2 separate regions of the Danio rerio genome follow, and region 1 is linked to region 2. A link is a contact called in public Hi-C data. All regions are on one chromosome and are shown on one strand. Each heading gives the region's core, a stretch centred on a gene start, on an enhancer-like site or on the middle of the called end of the contact. The rest is flanking DNA. Distances are from core to core; before and after follow the strand shown. Region 1 holds the start of ier5l (immediate early response 5-like). Region 2 holds the start of fbxw2 (F-box and WD repeat domain containing 2).

Region 1 (4,512 bases), core at 1,755-4,254, 400 kb before region 2:
CGGTATCTCAGATTGAGAGGAGTCGAGAGGTTTCGGCTGGAGATGAGAGAGAGAGAGAGACCGGAGAGAGGACAGGGAGGGGAGGGTGGAGGGGGTTGCAGGGAGCAGCGGATTCGAGGTCAGCCCGAGGTGCCGCTACATAGGCGCTCTAATACCTTCATTCATTGATTTTGAAGAACACCACCATGTGGCATACAGCAGAGATAACACAGCCTGCAAGTTTACTGAGAGTTTCTGGCTAAAAAAGTGCGCGCGCCTTGAACACAGTGCCCGCCACCAGAATGTGACGCGTGCGTCAGGTAAAAGTTACAGCTCGTTTTCAATGTTGGATTTGAGTGTATTACTTTGCTTTATTCTCTTTGAGGGACACTTTTCCTTTCTCGTAAGTCGTTATAGATTAATTTAAGGCAGAATGTGAGTTTAATTACCCTCAGGTAAGGGCATATATCTATAAATTAAACTTCAGGTGATCCAAAACAGGTAAACAATAGGTGAAAATATCTAGTCTACATATGAAATCATGCAAAGTTAAGGCCAGAGCTACAGAAATGCTTGCTGTAGTTGTGTAATAGTTCTTTAGTTGTGTTTTTTTCTGTTTAAAGTAAGGGCTGTGAAACATGGCTGATATATAATGACAGAAGTGATAAAGATGTTGATGTTTGTGTTGTCAAGTCAGGCTCACTGAACATGAGGCCTAAATTAGTCAGCTGTGGAGAGACACTCTTGGTTGATGAAAAGGTGCAACAATGAGACAATACAAAAGAAAATAAGTTTGATTTTTTATTAAGGTTATAAATTTTAAACAAATACTTTCTAAAACAGTTTTACCCGGTGATATACAATTTAATATGCACAAAAATACAAGAATACCAACAAAATATGGAGAATACGTCTGAAAACGTCTTTAATTCAATACACATAGTGCTTATATAATGTGAGGACGTATGGCTAATTTATGAGATTGCCTTTTTAGAACAAAAGGTCTAAGATTGTAGAAAATAAAATCAAACCCACAAAACCAAGCAAATGCTGGCATCATGAATTACTGTGAAGGCTTAAACTTTTTCTTTTTCTGAGAGCAAGGGGGCGGGAAATGGTTAACGCTGGAGACTGGATAGTCAACAAAAACACCTGGCAGGTTAAATCACGGCGTGCATTATGGGAGTTGTAGTGTTAATTAATGGCCCCAACGTTCAGTGTTGATGAGGTGACTGGCATAGGAACTACAAACACACTCGAGAGGAACTGGAGCTGTAGGTCAGTGCAGTCAACAAAACGCACCAGTCCTCTCCACTTTCAACAGCACATTTGAGAATACAGAAAACAACAAACTCGGACAGGGAGGGGGGTCAAAATATTGCACCTTCATTAGCCTACTTGATTGCCTTATATGATATTACAGAATGTAGTCTGTGCGCGCCAGGGCTCTTCCTGGAGCTCCATACAGCACGAGCTCTTGCTGTAGCCTGCTCTACTGGTAAACTGGTCAGAGAATATGACACGGCTGCCCAAAGACTGAGAAATAAGCGTGCAGTGGGTAGGCTTCCCCGTTTGCAGCCCGTTATTCCCAACATTACGTGTGAGTAGTAATGCTCTTTTACAATACATCTTTGCGAAAGTTCCTGGGGAAGAGGAGAAAGAGAAAAGAAACAATCCACGAGCGAAACATTCAGAGACTTCCCATGTTTGTGGCCATATAGCTAGCAGTCTGCGTTGGGTTTAAGGCAACGAAATTCAACTTCGTTTGTTTGTAATATCGACATTTGTTTTAAAGGATACATCACAAGTGGTAGGCTACAACCACTGTCCGCCTCCCCCACTGAAACGAAACCAAAAACAAACCAAAAATAAAAACAGAAAGGCTTAAATAACTTTGCTGCAAAAATAAAAGTCAATTTGTCTTAGACTTTGTACAATTTCATAAAGTATCTGAATTCGCATTAACCACAGAGTCAAAAGGCTACAATAGCTCGCGTCCAAGCCCCTAAACTCGCCAGGGCTTGTTTGCTACAGAACTGTCCGTTTAAGGCTTGCTCCAAGTCCGCTTGTCTGCTCACCAGTCCCGAAAACCCCGAGCCGAAGATCGAGATGAGGTTGGAAATGTTCGACGTGTCTAAGGGCTCCGTGATCGCGTATGAGGAGTCCTCGAATTTCGCTCTTTTGCACGGCGTAAAATCCGGTGCCTCCTCGATCTCGGACACGTAGTAACCAAAGTCAAGCTTGCGTTTCTTGGCCGGGCTCTGTGCGCCCTGGCAGCACTGTTGGAGCGAAGCGCAGCAGTCCTGGTGCAAATACCCGTTCTCTACTGTGGTAACGACATGCGTGTCCAAGTCGAGCACTGTAGTTTTGTTGCAGTGCATGTTGTTTACCGGCGAAAAGTCACAGTTGGACACGGGGTAGGCTTCCGCGCAGCAGCTGCGGTAGAACGAGGGCTCCGGCGCCGCTTTGCACACCTCCTCGCTTTGGAGAGCCAGGGGCACCGAGCAGGCGCTGGCCGGCTGTATGTGCTGCGCCGCCGGTGAAGTCTGGTGACCGACGGCGGGCAGGAGCGCGCCGCAGAGGCTCGCTGACTCGCTCGCGCTGCCGCAGCAGTCCGCCGTCTGATCCTCACAGTCCTCCGCCAGATCCAGCGGGTTCAGCTCCTGGATCTCGTTGCAGACCGTCATCACCTCCTCGTACTGCTGCATCCTGTAGATCTCCGCGTACTTCTCGTTCATGTAGACCTGCCTGGCGTTCCTCAGCACATAGGAGACCAGCAGGTTTTTGTGCAGCTTGATTCCTCCTCTCTGCGTACGGGAGTTGTGGATTTTCCGTAAAGATATCGAAATCAGACTTTGTGCATCCACTGCACACTCCATGGTGTTGATCATGGTCGGGCTGCTGATGCTTTCCCACCTCTCCGACGAAGGAAACTAACTTTCTTTTAGTCAGAATCACGATATTTCGTTCGGGGACGAAGGCTTAAGTCAGCTCTGTGGAGAAACATTGAACGCGGTCGTTTCTGCCTCAACGTGTGAGCGTAGGCAATCATTAGCCTGCGCTTGCTGCCATAGTATATATATGGCGGAGAACTTTACGCCCACTTCGCCAGCGGCCAATCAGAGGCCCAGAATGCCGTTGAGTGACAAGCGGATTCCTCTCAGAGGTTTTGATCTTGTCCAATCACAGAGAGGCGGTTCTTCTGTGCTATTCAAATTCCAAACTGACTTTACCAAACTGGAATGTTCTCATGAGGCGCATTGTACATCGGAGTGCGCGCTCTTGTCATGTGTGCCGGAGAGACAACTTGAAGGATGTCACACAAGTTTACAAACTTACTGAAAACTACATTTAAAAACAACAAAGCACTGCATGTTTCACATGCACGGGCTGAAATAATAATAAAAAAACTTGATTAAATTATTAAAAATAATAAATTATTAGATGAGAAAAAATAACTTTTCAAGATTATACTCTAAATTATACGCGCGCATACTTGAATGCAAACCATGTAAACGAATTAGTATGTAACTTTAATTACAGGTCAGTGAAAAAAAGGAGAAAAAAACATTAAAGTGTTGAATTATTCAATCTTCGTGATAAATAATAACTATTAACGTTATTATGCGTGCATTACATATACTTTTGTCTTATTTTAAGTTTCAGTTCTATGCATTCGTATATTTCAAGCTAAAGCAATGATAAAAAGTGTTAATTATGTGAAAAATAATTTAATATAATGTAACGTAAAATAATATAATGTAAAATGATATATTATAATATATAAAAATTATAATATAATATACTGTATAATACTATAATGAAAAATAAAATATTATAATATAATTTATAATAATATAATATAATGTAAAATAATATAATGTAAAATAATATAACATAATATAATATAAAATATTATAATATAATATAATGTAAAATAATATGATATAAAATAAAATATTATAATATAATACGATGTAAAAATATATAATATATTGTAATATAATATAATATAATGTAAAATAACATAACATAACATAAAATATTATAATATAATATAGAGTAACGCAGTGCCACAGTAGGTAGTGCTGTCGCCTCACAGCAAGAAGGTCGCTGGTTCGAGCCTCGGCTATTTGAGTTGGCGTTTCTATGTGGAGTTTGCATGTTCTCCCTTCATTCGCGTGGGTTTCCTCTGGGTGCTCCGGTTTCCCCCACAGTCCAAAGACATGCGATACAGGTGAGTTGGGTAGGCTAAATTGTCCATAGTGAATAAGTGTGTGTGGATGTTTCCCAGAAATGGGTTGCGGCTGGAAGGGCATCCGCTGCGTAAAAACGTGCTGGATAAGTTAGTGGTTCATTCCACTGTGGCGACCCTGGATTATTAAAAGGACTAAGCCGAAATGAAAATGAATTAATATAATAAATATAATATAATATAATATAATATAATATAATATAATATAATATAATATAATATAATATAATATAATATAATATAATATAATAATTTTTTACAAATCAGTTATGCCATAC
Region 2 (4,460 bases), core at 342-2,841:
TTATTATGAAGAACATATTAAATATTTTGGAGCAGTAAACATGTCAAGCTAAATAATTAAAAATAAATCATTGACTTCTGGTGCCTTCATTTGAACACAGATTTCTCTACATGTTAAAATTGCATTTTTTTATGTTTTTTTTTTTTTGCTGGAGAGACTGTTGTCCTAAAAAACAAAACAAAAAAACAAAAACTTGAATAAACAACGTACACATACCTTAGGAATGGTATAACAGAAAACTTTGCCAGTTTTAAAACCTTGACTTTTCCAAACTGCGGTATACCTTGAAAACAGGTATCATCCCATGCCTAGTATTAATCCATTTTAAAAACAGAGTTGTCCCAGAGCAATCCTGATTGCATACTGCCCACCGCCTAGGCCTACTGTAACTAAGTAAAACTGGACCTGGAACAGAGCTGCCTATATTTATCATCAGGTTCTAAATGGTCAAGTTGCAAACTAACTATTACTTTTACTGTTTGTATGTGATATAATCTAAACACACAATTTTATTTTTTATAATTTGCACACAGTTTGAAACATTAAACATTGTCCTAGCCATTCAAAATTTAGACACTAGCTTAACTAAAAACAAAATTAATTATCAGCTAAATATTTACAGTTTTCAATTAGCCATTACTTTTTTTTAAAACCGTAAAGAAAAAAAACTAAAAGTTGTTATTCAGAAAATGTTAAAATATTTGTTAAATACAGTTTTCACTCATTTATTTTCTTTTCGGCTTAGTCCCTTTATTAATCTGGGGCCGCGAAAGCGGAATGAACCGTCAACTTATCCAGGATATGTTTTACGCAGCGGATGCCCTTTAAGCTGCAACACATCTCTGGGAAACACCCATACACTCTCATTCACACACATACACTACAGCGGATTGGACTTGATGTGCTTGGACTGTGGGGGAAACTGAAGCACCCGGAGGAAACCCAAGTGAACATGGGGAGAAGATGCAAACTCCACACAGAAATGCCAACTGGCCTAGTCGTGACTCAAACCAGCGGAACTTCTTGCTATGAAGTGACAGCACTAACAAGTGAGCCAGTTTTATTGTTATCAATTTCATTTTTTATTAAAATGTTATCATATTTTTATTATTTATTTAATTTTTATTTTTGCAGTCATGCATTTGTTAGCACATAACCTCGTACTTATTCAGATTTATTTAATTGCTATATCTTAGGTTATAATTAATTAAACAATATGACATACTAGTTACTATTATATGGATTAGTTATTATAAAAAGCTTTACTAAAAATATAAAAGACAAACCTTTAGCCACCCAGACCAGCAGTCTTTTATGACCGAACTGCTCAGTTTGCTGACATAATACGCCCTCTGGTGGCCATCAAACGAGCCGCGCCACATAAACAACATCTACTTGACTTTTAACTAATAGTATGTTAAAGCATCTATAAGCATGTAAGTTACATGCGTAAAGGCTAGGTAGTTTTGCATACAGTATTTGTGAACCTTAAACTCCATCATTGCCATGTTTTGAAAAGTGACAGGGGGTGGACACTCCCCCTGACTTCCGCCCGCTCGTGTCAAATTGCTCTTCCCTCAACTTCCTGTCGCTGTAATTCCTCATTGCTAACGGAGGCTCCCTTTTAGCCTAGCCAGCTAACTCCAGAGAAAAAAAAATACAGAAAAAACAGCAATGAACTTGCTTTAAATTCACGTATGATATTAAATTGTTAAATAATACAGTCGTAAACCGTGAACGATTATAGATCGATTACATTTTCTGAGTCAAAGCGTTTCCGTTAGATTCATACTGTACATAATAATGCTAGAGTGGGACTCTAGATGTTTAATTAATGGCAGCTGACGGGGAGATTTGCTCATTTTTGTTCATGATTAATGTTTTAATTGTCACCCGACTAATTCAGATTATGACTCGACTGTGAAAACGAAAGTTTCTCCTTTGTAGAGCGATATCGATTTGAGTTGACACCTGTTAGCTAGCGCGGCTAGCTAGCGCTCTCCTCGTACTGATTCTACTGGAAATGGTGAGTGCTTCTGCACTGCTTTATTTTATTGTGTATTCGCGAATGACGTTGGGTTTGTAAGATATGCTTGTATTGAATGGCGGCTGAGCCTGTTTTTGAGATTAACTTGATAAGATAGATTTTTGAAAAAGTCTGGCCTGCATGCTAGCTGATTTTTGGTAAGTGTGTTTGAAAGGCAGAGATATTCATTTCAGCTCAATGTTTTCTGTGTAAACTGCAGAGTGCTGTGTTAACATGTCAGCCAATCCGTCGTGGAGATCTCACCTTTTTCTCTTTGAGGCACAATCATACGTTTACAGTAATATTCAGGCTCTACAACAAGTACGTTACTAACGTTGCATCAGTATCTTGTTATATGCCACCAAGCAATATCAATGCAATATATTCAGTTTTAGGACTCTTGATACGTCTAAAAAGTCCTGCTTGATGATATGCTAAACACAAGTTGTTATGTTGTACTAAAAATTTAACTGCTATTTTTTTTCTCTCTCTTTTTTGCTTTAACAAAACAAAACAACAGACACTGACTAGAGATCACAAGTGCTCAGCATCACATTATCATCATCACAGCATAAACTGCACCTCAAAAAGAAGACAAAAAAAATACACAAAGTATTAATAATACAAGCATAGACTAATTAGCAAGGCTTAATGCTCATCTACAAAGGTTTTGCAAAATAGTACCTGATGTCCTGGGAGCTACATACTTACAGAGAAGATCTGATAAATGGTATACATTTTCTCCTTAGTTTGTGGGTAATATATTCCAATGACAAAAGATCAAATACTCTCTCTGCCATTCTGATACTGTTGTATACTGTGGTTTATAGGATATTCATTTAAGAAATGTATTTGTATGGGCAGCATAAAGTAAGGAGGTTAAACAACTTACTGTTTGCTGAACCCTTTAAATTAATGTCCTTAACTGAAAATTTTGAGGATGAAGGTCACGTCTTGTGGTAAATAAAAGATTTAATCTTCCACAAATCTGTTCCCAAAAGTCTTTAATATGTATACAAATCTAAGTACATTCTTTCTTTCTTTTAAATGCAAACAAATTGTAAACTCCAAATTGGAAATTTGCGGTTAATTTACAAATTAATTTCTTAATCCTGAGGTCATTAAGAATCTAGATGACCTCTTTAGTCAAATATTAAGGATTTCTTGCTAGGGCTGGGTTATTTGGCTTAAAATCAAAATCTCGATTAATTGTAGATTTTAACTTGATTACTGTTAATGAACAATTAAAAAAAAAAATTGCCCTCTCCGCGCCGCCCACACTAGTGAACGCTACTAAGCTGAATAATCAATGTAGTTACATTTTATGATAGGTCAGCGTGGGCATCAGTTACGGCGAGGGCTATGTGACCGTGTGAAGGCTGCACCAGGCCATACGCTGTGCTCACTGCAGAAGTGTAAACAGAGCTGGGTCACGTGACTTCACACATGGTAGGGAAAGTAATTGAAAACATTGACCTGGAAAAATCAGACCTATCATAGGTTCTTAATGTCGATTTCGATTAATAGCCCAGCCCTAATTCTTGGATTTTCACAAAAGGCAATGGCTGCTATCTGTCACTTTAAGGGTAAAGAGAAAAAAACACACACAGAGACAAAACAAAAGGAATGCCTATGTTGCCTACATTATGAAGTAAAACAAGTGCAAGAAGTTGAACATTTTTTACCACATCAGGGCTCGAAATTAACTTTTTTACTTGGTAGCACCGGTGCTCCCAACTTCAAATATTTAGGAGCACCAAAAAAGTTTTAGGGAGCACCAGAAAAAATTTAGGAGCACCCACCAAAAATGAATGAGCACCGCTGCAAATTGTTTTTTAAGGGATTTATTGTATTTTAAAACAACATTAATAGGACTGACAAAAACTAGAAACAACTGTCTAACTAATGCTGCGAAGACATTGATATTTGTGTGCAATAATTCCAAAATGAATGTCTAATAATTACGCCATAGAATATTAATGATGATAAAAAATGACAATAATAGTAATGAATTCCATTTCTCATTATGATACTGCCTTGAATGTGCATGAATGTATGTTATCTGCTATAAAATGTCTGTTACTTCATGAAAAATAATTGTATAGTTTGCATCAAACAAAAATGAAGCATTGCAGTAAGAAATTTATTTTGTACTGCTGTTTTTATATGCATGTCAATTTAATAAATAATATTTCTGCTACAAAACAAACAAAAGATTATAATAAATCATTCAATTCAATGATGAAAGCTGCAAAGCAGTCATCAGTAAATAAATAAAAAAAATATATACACCTCAAAAAAGAATAGACAAAAGAAATTAAGTAAAGTCTCGCTTCTATCACTCTTTAAAAGTTTTGGTTTCAGTTTGTGTCAATTTAAAGGTTCAGTCTGAGCTGATCTTCATTTTTCTGTGTTAGTGGAAAAGCAGGCGAGT

What was found. Hi-C and Micro-C count contacts between places; a contact is called where the count stands out from the background.
Region 1: a contact with region 2 is called in a Hi-C map of hematopoietic stem cells, with 2.6 times the contacts expected there. The contact joins the promoter of ier5l here to the promoter of fbxw2 in region 2. A contact is called at or near these places in 1 of 18 Hi-C or Micro-C datasets (hematopoietic stem cells) and 1 of 4 datasets of contacts at active chromatin or transcription factors (embryo).

The regions. Positions count from the first base shown.
Region 1 is chr5:33,410,103-33,414,614 of GRCz12tu, reverse strand. It overlaps ier5l (immediate early response 5-like), which reads right to left and starts at 3,004. Exons shown (of 1, transcript NM_199754.1): 1 at 768-3,004. The coding sequence starts at 2,870. The coding sequence ends at 1,953.
Region 2 is chr5:33,010,136-33,014,595 of GRCz12tu, reverse strand. It overlaps fbxw2 (F-box and WD repeat domain containing 2), which reads left to right and starts at 1,591. Exons shown (of 7, transcript NM_001018165.1): 1 at 1,591-2,026.